Linked DNA regions of Zea mays: region 2 is linked to region 1. The links are chromatin contacts, called in public Hi-C maps. All regions are on one chromosome and are shown on one strand. Each heading gives the region's core, a stretch centred on a gene start, on an enhancer-like site or on the middle of the called end of the contact. The rest is flanking DNA. Distances are from core to core; before and after follow the strand shown.

Region 1 (6,920 bases), core at 2,500-4,999:
CAACTAATCATCTCTTTAACGGACCCTTGATTGGGAGGGCCCACGCTATCCTCGGTTGGAGCCTCCAGTCACACAACACTATATATAAAGGACTAAGGAGTCATAGGAAAGACTAACGCTAGTACTTAGCCCCAAAACCCTAGTCCCACAGATGTCCCATCACTTAAGCGTCGGAGTGTCTAGAAGCGTGATAACCCACAGTGGCTCGGATCCCGATGCCTGCTACTCCTTTGCAAGGCCAACGGAGGTGATGCTGACGGCAACGACAACACTCCACCATTGCGCAGGACGCGTCAACAACGAAGGTGTGTTTCCCTATTCCTGTCAATAGAACAGATCTACTCGTCATCGAGGTTTTCCTGTTTACGGATTGGTATTCTAGGGGCTTAGAAATCGATCCTAGGCACCATAGAATCTAACAGTGATTTGTCAATAAAGTCACTCGCTAAACTATCATTTTGGGAGCCATTCTAAAAAAGCCACTCTATGTCTCCCTACCCTCCCATCTAACAACTTATCTTGTTGGACACTTTGACAATCAACACTATCCCTTGTCTTTAGCGACCAAAAAATCATAAACAGACTAGCAAAGTCCACGTACGTTTCTACGGTTTTCATTTATAGATATAGACTATAAAACATAAAGACATGTGTGTTCTATTTGGCTAAGTGGATGTAAACATGGACTTGAAGCTAACAGCAATGTTTCGAATCCTTATTTGCGCATAATTTTAGTTTTTTACCAGCAGAGCCCATGCAATTGAGGCCTTTGGGGGTGCGGTGGTACCGGTGATATGGCGATCTTGTAGATAAACCGGTACTAGCAAGGCAAGATGTGGTGGGGGGAATAGATCTACGCAACAGGAAGAAGGACAATGTCGATGGTGCCTTCTCCTCTCCCTCTCCTTCGGATGTTCAGCCACGTATCTAGTTGTTAGACGATACGTGGGCAAAAAATAGATCTATGCCGCGGCGGCAGCGGCTAGTTGAAGTACAATGACTTTTTTTGCAACAGATATGAAAGTAGAAATTAAACCGGCAAAACTAGTGTTTTATAGGAGCAGAGAAGATAGAAATATTTGAAGATGGTCTAGTTAAAGACGTTGCTAGAGAAGATGTTTTTATTAAAATCTCTCGATTGTGATTATTTATTTATACAGAATTATAATTGATACAAAAGGAATTGTTCGAGTCTCGAATTGACAATCCTATTGAGAGCGTCCTTGTCAAACGAAAGAAGACAAGAACCTGGTTCAGTCGCTGAGATCCATTGGCCTGACGGTCTCAAGGAAGACTGCCGAGCCGCTGGCGGCGACGACGACGGCCAGGAGGACCAGCCAGGAGCCGGTCGTCGTCGCATGCGCGAGGAAGCAACAAAACTGACCGGTTCAGCAACGGTACGGTATCCAACCCTGTGCGGCTCTGCACCTCAACTGTACAATTTTGTATTTGTATATATCTATGTACGTGTGGGTATACGCATGCACGGCACGGATGGACACGGCTCGTTCAAATGGAACGCCCAGAGCCTGGCCGGCCGAAGAACGGACTCAAACGTTTTTCTTCTAGATTAATCGACCCTCTCTCTCTGTGGTCGATTAAATAAATCTACTTGCATTTGACCTCGTCATCCACACGCCAAGCGCGAGAAACCATGTGTGCGGCATATTTTCAACGGGTAAACAACTACACACATGCATACAGTGACGGATCCAAAAATAGATCAAAAGAGGGGCTACTAAGATAAATCATATTTAACAGAGGTGCCAACGGATGTGGCGGGCGTCTTGAGGACAGCGAAATGATGATGAGTGTTGAATTAATGTGGGACTGACACATATTAATATTCAATAATAGTCAATGCTATAGACTTACTTTAATGCTACGGTGTACTAGTACTTTAGTACCATACCGGAAGTTCAAGGAACAATTCACTCAACTTAAATAGGTTGACCGTTGGTTCATCTATTGAGAAGCTGAGAAAAGGGTGAAGGACTGCTACACACACGCGCCGCCGGCCGAGCCGGGTAGTGGCCGTGGTAGATCAGACCTTGGTCTGAATATTCCTTCCTAACAGTTGCGCATTTTGCCTAGAGTGATGACCGTCCATTATTGTCATATAACGGTAGCTCTAATGGTGGCCTCCCTCTGCACGTGTATATATATACGAGGAGGCGAGACTGCTTCTGGATTGACAACATAGTACGCTCGTACAGTGTCAGACGCGTTGCACATAGCACATCCTCGTCCCACCTTATGCGAGCACAGAGAGTGTGGGAGAGCAGGCCTCCGAAATCGCCGTCCGCAGAGAAACACTTGCACGGGTGTGCGGGTGATCAGGTTTTTGGGGAGCGTACTCGCGACTGCTCGCTTCGTCCGCTCGACCATCACTGATCAAATTCCTCGTCGCCGGCGCCGTTCGAGGGACTGCACTGCGTACATCTGGCTGCGTCAACTGCGTACGACTACATCGAACATACACATGAGATATCTCGTGTGAATGGAGCCACTGATGCCTTGAACATCGGTCCCTCCGTAGGATACAATCTGTTATTTGTACATATAAACATATCGTCACATACATCACTGTGATTTTCTGGATTAAATTAAAACTGAAAATGCAAATTTCTCCAACAGTGAGCACCATGGAGACGTCCGCGCAAGGTTGGTGTGCTGCAGCAGCTTGTATGTAGGCCTACTACAGTTTGGTTTACAGCTTGTGTCTTGTGCTAGGTGCATGTGCGTTGCTAGTTACTAAAGGTGTGTTGGTCGTGCGCGCTGGCTCGTGGTTGCGTCTCGTGTGGCAACATCGGTGTGCAGTGCGATGCACAATGCACACTAGGCCCTACGGAGCAACGCTAATATGGTTGTAGTGTTGAAGCATAGATATGGTCCGATGCGGATACGTGCACCGCCACATTGGTGTTGACGTGAATATATGATGGTGACATACTGGCATGGATGAAGGCCAGACACAGATGCTGAATGTCACGGTCAAGAAGGTTGTAGCCTATTTTAATTAAGTTTTATGAGCTATATTTATAATATAATATGCACAACATAATCTACAGCCCCCTTCTGTACGCCTCTCCATGCATACTAGGACGACGATCGATTGGTGGCGTGTGGAAGCGAGCTGGAGAGATCTCCCGAAAACTTTGACTTTTAATTAACGAGCTGTAGAGAGAGAGAGGAGAGCACACAAAACATTGACTTTTAGGTACTACTCCTATGTTTCTTTTATTTGAACACGGATGTGAGGACTTCTAGCGCTTCTAGGCAGGCACCCGCCATTTCCCGACGGTTGACTTTTTGGTCCAAATTAAAGCTGACTTCCAAAGTCTCGTTGTACTACCAGCTACCAAACCTGGAGGAAGGGAAGGGAGGCCCTTGAAGAAAGCGCTGCATCGTTATTATTTCCAAAGTGGAGCTACTGATGGACTTTGTTTATAGAAAAAGTGCCATACGTTATTCGGTGACAAATAATGGATTTTGTTTATAGAAAAGTGTGCCTTTGCAAGATTACTCAGATATACTCCAAGCCAAAAAAAAAAGAAGGCGAGGTTGATATCTGAGTCAGAACCTCGAATAAAAGAGCCATCAGCCATGGGAGGGAGAAGGAAGGCATTGACTTTGTACAGGCCCAGCGCCAGCGGGCGGGCAGCTCGTCGTCTAGTATTTGGTCCTCTCCGCTGGGTCCTCCCCCATTTCCACCTATAAAACCCCACCCCACCACCGTTACAATCCCACACAGCCCAATACTACTAGCCACAAGACAGCAGCAGCAGCAGCAGCGCGCGGACCCGACCTGACCTGACTGACCTCCTCCCACGCCCGGACGGCGGAAGGCCGCAGCAGCCAAGCCATGGCGGTGGACCTGATGTCCTGCGGCGGCGGCGGGGCGTACGAGCACCTGGCGTTCCAGGAGGCGGCCGCGGCGGGGCTGCGCAGCCTGGAGCTGCTGGCTTCCTCGCTCTCCCCGTGCGCCGCGGGGCGGGCTGAGTCGCCGCCGCTGGGGCAGATCGCCGACCAGGCCGTGTCCCGCTTCCGCCGCGTCATCAACCTGCTGGACCGCACGGGCCACGCCCGCTTCCGCCGCGCGCCCGCCGCCGCGGCGAAGCCTATAGGGATGACGGAGACGGAGGCGGCGCTCCCTCCCGCGTCGGGCCGACAGGCGGTGGCGGTGGAGCCGGCGCAGAAGACGGAGCCGGCGCAGAAGACGGCCCTGACGCTGGACTTCGCCAAGCCGGCCCCGGCCCCGGCCGTGTCCGCGACGTCGACCTCGTTCCTGTCGTCGGTGACTGCGGGCGGCGAGGCGTCCAAGGGGTGCAGCCTTGCCGCCGTGTCCTCCGGCAAGCCTCCCCTCCCGAAGCGCAAGCTGCCGCCGTGCGCCGCCGCCGTCCCCCACCACCACCAGCACCAGGCGCACCACCCCCACCCCGCCGAGCGGTGCCACTGCTCCTCCAAGAAGAAGCGCGCCCGGCATGGGATGCTGTCGAGGCGCACCGTGCGCGTGCCCGCGGCCGCGGCCGCGGCGGGGTCGCAGCCGCCCCACCCCCACGCGCCCGCGTCGTCGGACATCCCCGCCGACGACTACTCGTGGCGCAAGTACGGGCAGAAGCCCATCAAGGGGTCCCCCTACCCGCGCGGCTACTACCGCTGCAGCAGCGCCAAGGGCTGCCCCGCGCGCAAGCACGTGGAGCGCGCCGCCGACGACCCGGCCACGCTCGTCGTCACCTACGAGGGCGACCACCGCCACGACGCCGCCGCCGGCCACGCGCCGTGAACATCCTTTTTTCCCCCACACTCATTAGCAGCGGTAGTCGATCAGTGCTAGTGGTCCGCTTGTTCGATTTGTTCTTTCTTTGGATTAGTTGTAGATCTCAAGCTTTGCTTCTGTAAATGAAGAAATCAAAAGGCTTCGAATTTCTCTCGGCAAGTAGCAGCATACTACTGCAGCTGCTCAAGTATAATCGTAGGAATAGGAATACGATCAGCGGCGTCCCAGCACCAGGACGGGAGGACCAGGTTCCCTTGGCCACAAGTCAAAGAAACGGGACACGGCATCAATACTGTACGCGTTTTAAGTATCGTGTCGGGCGGGGTGCGTGGGGCCGCCGGCCCAATGACCAAAGCCGGTCAAAAGCAGGCCGATGAGCGGTCGCTTTCGCTTTCAGGGACGGGGTCACCAAAGCCAGGGTTTGGGTTGGGGTGTCCAAGAGTTGACCGCGCAGGCGAGCTCTTGGATTTTTTTTCCTTCTGCGGCAGAGCGCGTGACGCCGACGGCGACGCATGGGCCAACCTGTCGGACAGGGACGGCCATTGGGGGGCGCCTGGCTCGGTGCCTCGGTGCTCTGCCTGCTCTCCCGTCCGGCCTTTTTCCATCCGTTGACTTTTCGGTCCAGTTGTACTAGTAGTTGCTGCAAGTGCCAACCCTGCCAGGTGCGGTGCTACTCGGTCGGTTCACACGAAATTTACTACGTACTACTACTTGGGTGAATAAGAGGACGTATGATTCTTATTATTTTAGTAGTCAAATAATGTGAAAGCTGACCAGGATTACACAAAACAACATTAATATTTATACACACACTAATATTCGTTTGGAGAGCTGTTCTCTTTCTAGTGCACCCATAATACACACACCTTACTTGAGTATTCGCCTCCACTCGTTACCCGTGCGCTGGCAAGGGAGAGCACCCTTCCAATAACTAAAGGAAGCCTAGATCAGACAATGCAATCCGGTCGAGCCGGACCAAGTTCAGACGTCTATAAAAGAAAATCCGTAGTGTTAGAGATCAGTTTTTCACGCCCTATCTCGATTCATTAGCGACGACGGTTGCCCGATAGCGCGCGGCAGTGGACCCCCGGCCAGTGGGTGCGGTGGCTGCGGTGGCCGCGGCTCTCCGACCTCGACATGCGGTGGCGGCGGTTCCCAGCCTGCGGCGGCGGCCCCCGATCTTGAGGGCGAGCGACGGCAGTGCCCTTGTGCGGTGGCGGCGGTTCCCAGGCCGGTGGCCGCAACTCCATTACCTCGACGCGCGGTGGCGGAGATTCCTCGATCCGGAGTAGTGGCTGCGGTTCCCCGATGCAGAGTGTGAGCGACAGCGGGACCCTTAAGCGGGCAAGCGGCGGCGTCTCCGAAGCCCCGAGGAGGCGGCACTTCCAAGGCCGGCGAGCAAGCGACGCGCGTCGACGTGCGAGTAGCGACGGCGACGCATGAGGCGCGATGTTCGAGCGAGCGGCGTCACGGAAGGCTCGAGATGCGCGCAGCGATGATCGCGTGTGACATCTTCCGATCCGGCGCAGTTTTCTTTTCGATTATTGTGATTTATGCCTACCACATGTATTATTTACGCTAAAAACTGTACGATTTTATGCTTGAACACGGAGTTCGTATATCAGTTTACTGCATGCACATTGGAAATACAATTTTTTGTTTCTATGCGTGTAATTCATTTCCTTTCATTGCTCATTATTTTCATCATAAATTCGTGTGCATGCAGCTGGTAACAGATTTTTACGCAGTATACCGAATTGCATAATTATCCACACAGGGTAGCATATTTAGTAGCAGTATATATCATAAAATGGTCCTTACGAGTCTAGCTGCATGGCTGTTGCAGCGATCCTAAATTTATGGAGAAAATAAAACATTTAAAAATAGAAACTGCCACACATATCTTTCCTAAATTTACGCGAATACAAGGGAACGTGTTTGACTCATGCATGCATTTCTTTTTTTTGCGCGTACAGACGTGGGCGCGGGTGGTGCAACCGACAGACTGGTCCAGTCGGTGCGCTGGGTTGAACCAGGTTGTTGTAGAGGTGATCGGCCTGGGCTTCCTTTAACTATTGAAAGCCCAGGGCTCTCGTTATATCTGCCATATATATATATATATATATATATATATATATAT
Region 2 (6,920 bases), core at 2,792-5,291, 82 kb before region 1:
GTCATCTTCTCCAGGCTGTCGTTGGTTTTGATGAGAGTCTCGTCCAGCCTGAGAAGCATCTTGCCTTGTTCCTCCTCAACAGCTTAACCAAGAGCATTTTGTCTTCTTTGTTGAGATGGGTGTAGAACTGGCGAATCTCCTCTTCTTCCACATCGTCGGTCTCATTTTCCCTGTTATTATTATTAGTGGAAGCAATACAGTGGTGATGAAGACTCATCCTCGCTATCATCCTCATATTCCTCCTCATCATCACTTTCGTCTCCACTATCATTGTTAGCAATAAGACATTTATAACTAGTGGAAGACAAACCTGTCGGTGAGGTGGATTCATCCTTTGGTTGCCATCGTTTTTCTTCTCCCTTCAAAAGATTAGTACCACAAGCAACATAGGGAGTAGAAGTAGTACATTTGCACTCAGAATATTTTATTTTAATTCTAGCCCATAGATCATGAGCATCGACAAGAACGTCACTATTACTACCTATGACAGCAAAATAAACATCTTTGCTAAGGGAATTGACTAGGATGTCATAGGCTTGATAATTTTGGCGCAAACATCTTAGATCATGCTCAGATGGATTTTTCATATCAATATTAATAGGCAAAACACTAGCATCAAATATTTGCTCTACTTCAGGACCTAAACTCATAAAAGTATTATATAAATGAAAAGACCAAGATGCATACTTAGAGCCATCAGAATTAAGAAGTTCTACAGTTACCTCTTGTGACGACATCGTCATCTCCGGACGGCTAAGCCCACACTGGATAGGCCTAGCTCTGATACCAATTGAAAGTTTCCTATGCCTGGGAACAGGATCTGGATGTCGCCTAGAGGGGGGTGAATAGGCGGATAATAAATATCACTTTAAAACTAGAAATTCTTACTCTAGTCGAAGGCTAGATCGCAGTGGAATGAAAGACCCTTCGAGTAGGTTGCAGCGGAATTGAAGTTCCTGTCTTAAAATACCCTGCACTTTAAAGATAGCTTGTACCACATATAAATATAGAAGTGCAAGTATGAACAACAAATAAGACAGAGAAACAGCACACAACACAGAGAGCAGAGCACACAGACATAGGGATTTATCTCGAGGTTCGGCCAAGCCTGAAATGCTTGCCTAGTCCTCGTTGGAGTTAGCCACACCTTGGCTTGGAGTCTATTTCAACTCCTTCTTCTATTTGCTCAGATCTATCAATGCAACAGATAGAGCCTTCCACTACGTTGATGTCAGTTACAACGATGCCGTGGCTGCTTACAATCTTCTCGACAGCACTCCGGCAAAGTAACAATGCGCTCAAGATTTTGCTCTAGCTCTCAGCAGCACTTCCCCTCTCTCTAAAGGCTTATAACTTCGCCTCTACACAAACTAGAGAGATACACAAGAGAGGGAGAGAGAGAGATAATTGATCCAAATGATGTATGCACTTGTTGGCTGCTCTTGTGTGCTTGTTTGAGGCTCCTAGGGGTCCCTTTTATAGCCCCAAAGGGCCTAGGAGTCGTTGGAGCTTCATTTGGAAGCTCCTAGCCTTCCCTGGTTGCGGGTGCACCGGACTGTCCGGTGGCGCACCGGACAATGAACAGTAACGGATCTGATTGACAGTTTCCTTCTCTAGAACAGCTAGCCGTTGGTGCACCGGACAGGTCACTATTCACTATCCTGTGCACCGGACACATCCACTATTCACTGTCCTGTGCACCGGACATAGCTACTATTCACTGTCCTGTGCACCGGACAGAGTTATATTCACTGTCCTGTGCACCGGACAGCTACTATTCACTGTCCTGTGCACCAGCCAACATCACACTAAGTGATTTTTCCTCCGTTCTTTCTCCGTTTGACTTCAACTTTCGGGAGGATTTTCCTGAGACTTAAACAAACACATTTAGAGTATAATTCAATTGATTTAGTCCTAGAAACTTACATCTTTATTGTTCTTCTCCTAGCTTTTCTGTTTCTCCTCAAACAGAGATTAGAATGGCACTTTCTCTACAGAAAGAGTTAGAGAGCAAACCAAGGCACCAAACTTGTAGTAAGAGGTGGATGCAAAATGGTTGAACACTCAAACCTTACATACTTAACCTTTTTCATCGTTTTACCCAATTTGGCATGTTTGAGGCCGATGTTGGACTCTAAACCATCAAGTCAACTTGACTTGATCCAGATTGATATATCTGAGCTCCAACCCCCTTGTTTACTTCCCGATCTTGATCTTGAGCTTTATGACTTACACCACATAATTGTAGATGTTGCCTTATTGGTTGTAAGTCATATCCTTATGTAGTGATCCTTGATGCACCATAACTCTTCTTAACTCGATCAACCTTGACTTTGCAAGTCTTCTTCTTCACCCCTGGCTTTGGGTTCCTGGTCTCCTTGACCTTCTCCCATGCACTCGGTACCTCGAAGCTCTTCTTGCCTCCATCCTTGGCTTGATCGGTTGTCTCTGAGTTACGCACATCGAGTCTCACTTAAGCAATGTCCATCTTACTTGTGATGTCCATTATCTATATATAATCTAGTCTTTGGACCATCACACTTGTTCACTTGTGTTGAACCCTGTTAGCTTTGCATTAAGCACCTGTTCAACACTTAGCACACTTGTTAGTCCTTTAATTGGGTTGTCATCCAAACACCAGAACCCACAAGAGAGCTTTCAGATAGTAACACCATGTACCGCAGCATATATTCAGGTTTCCGGGGTCCCCGACGGGTTTCGGGTCCTCGGCGATTTTTATCTCGATACGGGGTTCGGGTTGGGTTCAGGTTTTATTATCGGGTTTCGGATTTGGGTCCGCGAACGTTCTACATGCCTCGAATCCGATCTTTGGCCGCCTTCTTCAGAATTTCGATCACAAACTCAGCAACTAGAATGGTATGTAGATAATAATTTCAAATCCACAAGGAAAACAACTATTAATGATAATTCTAGCTGACATACCACATATGTGCTGAGCTGAAGAGTTAAGGAAAACCAGTTTTCTGCCTGCTCGGTATCTGTTACCTCTTCCTCACTCTCCTGAAAATACAAGCGATGATAACCATCAAAATGCGCAAATCCCCAAAACCATGTGGAATTCGAGTATGCAACAACATTTCACCACAGAAGTACCAAGATTCTCAAGGTCACCACATTGAACAGTGCAAAACTATATTAAAAGGTACCTGATGTAGTTCCATTAGCTCCTAAAGACAATTGCTCATCAACACTTTCTTTATGCATGCTTTCCCTGCAAGCATATAAAAATATAATATAGCATAAGAAGTTAATTTCGGAATGTTGTTTTGGATATAAATCAACTGTATAAGTTTAGCTCTTTTTTCTTATACCCCGTCACATAAGAAAAGGAACTTGCGTGCAACTATGCGGCAGCACATCTGAACAAATGCAGTGGGCATGTCGCGTAATTGTGCCGAATTGGGGAAGAATTGCGCCAAATTGGGGAAGGAGTCGGGAGCGAGCAGAGGCGCAGCAGAACAACACTTTGTTAGGCTTTCATTCATCTAGGCTTTACTGGTAGTAGTAGGCTTAGTGGGCCAAACTTCAAGGTTGTTCTGGGTCCGTATGAACCACTCTGGGCTTGGCTGGGCTGGCTGCCCGGCCGTTGGACCTGGAAGTGGCCGACCGACACAAGGGTGTTGAACCAAATTTTTTTTCTTCTTTCCTTTCGCTAATTGCAAAAACCTCTCAAATTTAAGAAAATTTGACTCCAGTTCAAACTCCAATTTTAAGAGGAAACCCAGCGCGGAAACGGTAACGATCCCGATCTACAGAGGAGTCCTGGCTTCCGAACCGGAGCGACGCCTCCGCCTCCGAATGCCCTTGATTTTCTTTCCTTTCGCTCTCGTGAACTGGGGATCAATGAATCCAGTCACCCTCTGGACTCATCTGAAGCCTGCTAGCTGAATTCAGTAATCCTCTTACCGTTGACTGTTGTTCAGACGCTAGCTGTTGCGTTTATTGGGTCAGGCTCCGGGAGCTGATGTTGCCATCTGGAATGGCTAAGATTCTACTAACAACGGACAAAACACCTGGTGATCTCAGTCTCAGTACAGCAACCTCCTGGCTGGATCGAAGCGGACCGGTTGACTCGTTCAGTCTCCTGTTGCATGCATCCAAGCCAGTCATTCTCCCTTTCTTTCCTTTTTCCTTTTTCCTTTTCCTTTTCCTTTTTCTCTGTCTTTATCTTTGTCTTTGTCTTGAACGGAGAAGAGACTGTCTAGCTAGCTAGAGAACAGTTCAAGATCTTTTGTCTGCCTGGACGGTCTGTCTGCAGCAGTGGAGAACGACCGAGAAGTCTGAGCAAGAGAGCGATTGACCGGTTCAGCAGCCGCCATGCCGTAGCTTGTATTGTGCGTGCAGCAGCAGCACCAGCTAGCGGCGTTTTGTACGCGCGGACCTACCGTTTGAATGCAACAGGCCAAAAAAAAGCGTGAAGAGACAAGGAACGGACGAAACGTTCGTTAGCTCCTCACAACGGACCCCTTCAAAGTCGATGGCCTTTTTTCCCCAGCGTAAGGTTATCTAATAGATCATAGTTTACTAGTTCAGAATAAAAGGCAATAACAGCTTTGGATTAACGTTGGTCGTACGGGTAGATGTGACACGCTGCATCAACGAGCTACGGAGCCTTTTGCATGACATAACGTCAAGGCGGCTGTTTTGACCGTAGCAGCTGCAAATAAGTAGCAGAAGCCGGTACGGATTAAAAACAAACGAACAGATTGATTCACCACTATCCCTATTAACACTACGGGTCTTATCACGGTGCTTTATAACCGGCACTAAAAAAACATTTAAACTTTCAAAACCCATACAACCAAATCACTCATACACTCGTAATTTTCAATAAATCAACCAAACAAATTACACGCGGACTTAACACATCATCAAAACCAACTGATCGGATCGTTGGATAACTATTTTTTTATTCACTCAAATCCAATTAACAATATTATTTAAATTATCACTTATTCATCCCCTCCTCCTCCTCCTCTTTGCCTCGTGGCCCCGCTGTCCTCTCACACTCTCCTCACTCGCACCGCCACCGCTGACCCCTCCTTTCTCTTCCTGTGATCACAGTGTTAGTACAAACTATGTACTAGTAGAGATAGATGTCTCTGTTGGTTGGTCTCATATCACCTTATCATTGTGATAAACTATTCAGATCTAAGATTTTGAATTAACCATGGTTGTCCATTTTCATTTGAACTCCATCTGCTCCTCGCATTGGGTGAACCCGACCTTTGCTCCTCTTTGTAGGGCTTTGTCTTCTTCAAAAAATAACTTAAGCTTTGACAAATGGAATGCCTTATTGGAATCTAAGGTTCGTGAAATAAATAAAGGTTTGTTCGGTTGCGTTTGGATCGAAGGGGGATTAAATCCTCTTCTATTCAATTTTGATCAGAGATGAATTTAATCCCCTCCAATTCACTTTGATCCAGACACAACCGGACAAGACCTAATGGGGTAATGTATTACGAACAAAATACCTTAATGTCTTGAACATATATGTTTTACAAATTAAGATAATAGAAGAATGAAGATTTAGACAGGACCAAAGGAAAAAAACAAAACGATTCCGACTAGAAAGAGTGACAAAAAAAGAACATTTTTTATGAGGGCTTGGTATAATTTCTCTAGAACTTCTAAACATGTGATTCCATGGAAAAATATATATAAGACTTAAAGAAAGGCAATCCTTTGTTCCAGAAGTCTTCACAGAAAAAAAAAGATTAACTACATGATTCCTTTGTACCAAAATCACATCTATTATTCTTCTCTTTTCGAAGGAAGACTGCAAAAATAAAATAAAATTGAACCAATACCAGTCGGCACCTATTGGAGCACGAAGAACCAATCGAAGCGTGGATTAATCAACTCGAATATAATTCCATACCAATCGAGTCGTGGGTGCTATGCGCTTCTGACTTGGATCGCACACTAAACAAAAGGCAAGCTGGGCTGCAAGATTAGAGTTGACTTCTCTTTTTTGGTTTATTGTAGTAGTATAGTAGTACTGATAAGTGGCTACTTGTGCATAAAGGAGGAGTATATTAGACAAGACAAAGCATGAATCAGTGCATGGTGTCGTCACGCATGGCGAAGTGGGGGGGGGGGGGGGGGGGGGGAGAAAACACGTTTGCTCTCTCTCTCTCTCTCTCATAGTGACCCCAAATTAATTACAGAGGCACTAACAAAAACATATCTAGCTAGGTTAGTGTGTATCTTTGCATTATGTTTTCTCTCTCTCTCTTCTTTTTTCGTGTGTGTGAGTGGTGATTAGCATCTTGCCGATGCCCTGTCTCCTCGCTTTTCAGTTCTTAATGGTTTTCCGGGAGATTTTGCCTCACGGTTTTATTTTTTTAAAAAAGTAAGATATGATCTTTTTTTTCTTTTGGAACTGTAGGCATCATTGTACACAGGTCCAACTCTACTACGACCTTTAGCTGTAGCACTTTTTTTCTAAAGACGAGCTTTATTACCATTTGTCGAGGGAATTATTTTTGTTTTCAGTCGCTTTAGTTGACCTTCTTGGCCTAGTCAGTCCGCAGCTGGTTTTCTAAGCAAACAGAATTCGACAATCGTCTCGTTGATTTGTGGAATTGTGATTGATGGTTGTGTCCTTTACATCTGGTCAAAAAATATCGGATTAGACTTAACTAACTAATCGTCTCTTTAACGGGCCCTTGATTGAGAGTGTGACGGAACCTCTCAAGTCATTAGGACCACATACAGTTATCCTTGTCCAACGGACCTCGGACAACCCCGTATATGCACCTGATCACTTGACAAGTTCGGTATCTGTATTCTTTACCTTTCCCAAGAGCGTTTCACCCGTCACGTAGATATTACAACACATCGGAGGAACGAATAAGCGGAAGCAATTACAGTAACTTAATTTACATTAAAATATA

The links. A called contact is a pair of places that touch in the nucleus more often than the background predicts.
Region 2: a contact with region 1 is called in a Hi-C map of bundle sheath, with 4 times the contacts expected there. The contact joins the enhancer-like site here to the promoter of LOC100285361 in region 1. A contact is called at or near these places in 7 of 25 Hi-C or Micro-C datasets (bundle sheath, ear, endosperm and 2 more).

What each region holds. Positions count from the first base shown.
Region 1 is chr4:72,857,955-72,864,874 of Zm-B73-REFERENCE-NAM-5.0, reverse strand. It overlaps LOC100285361, which reads left to right and starts at 3,749. Exons shown (of 1, transcript NM_001158253.2): 1 at 3,749-4,928. The coding sequence starts at 3,866. The coding sequence ends at 4,786.
Region 2 is chr4:72,939,927-72,946,846 of Zm-B73-REFERENCE-NAM-5.0, reverse strand. No RefSeq gene overlaps it. Among protein-coding and RNA genes, the nearest start is that of LOC103653383, 69 kb to the left of the region's middle. Within about 2 kb of position 4,041, at least 15 of the 20 cell types and tissues checked have an H3K27ac peak or open chromatin away from gene starts, as enhancers often do. A contact at or near this core is called in bundle sheath, ear, endosperm and 2 more, where this site is marked.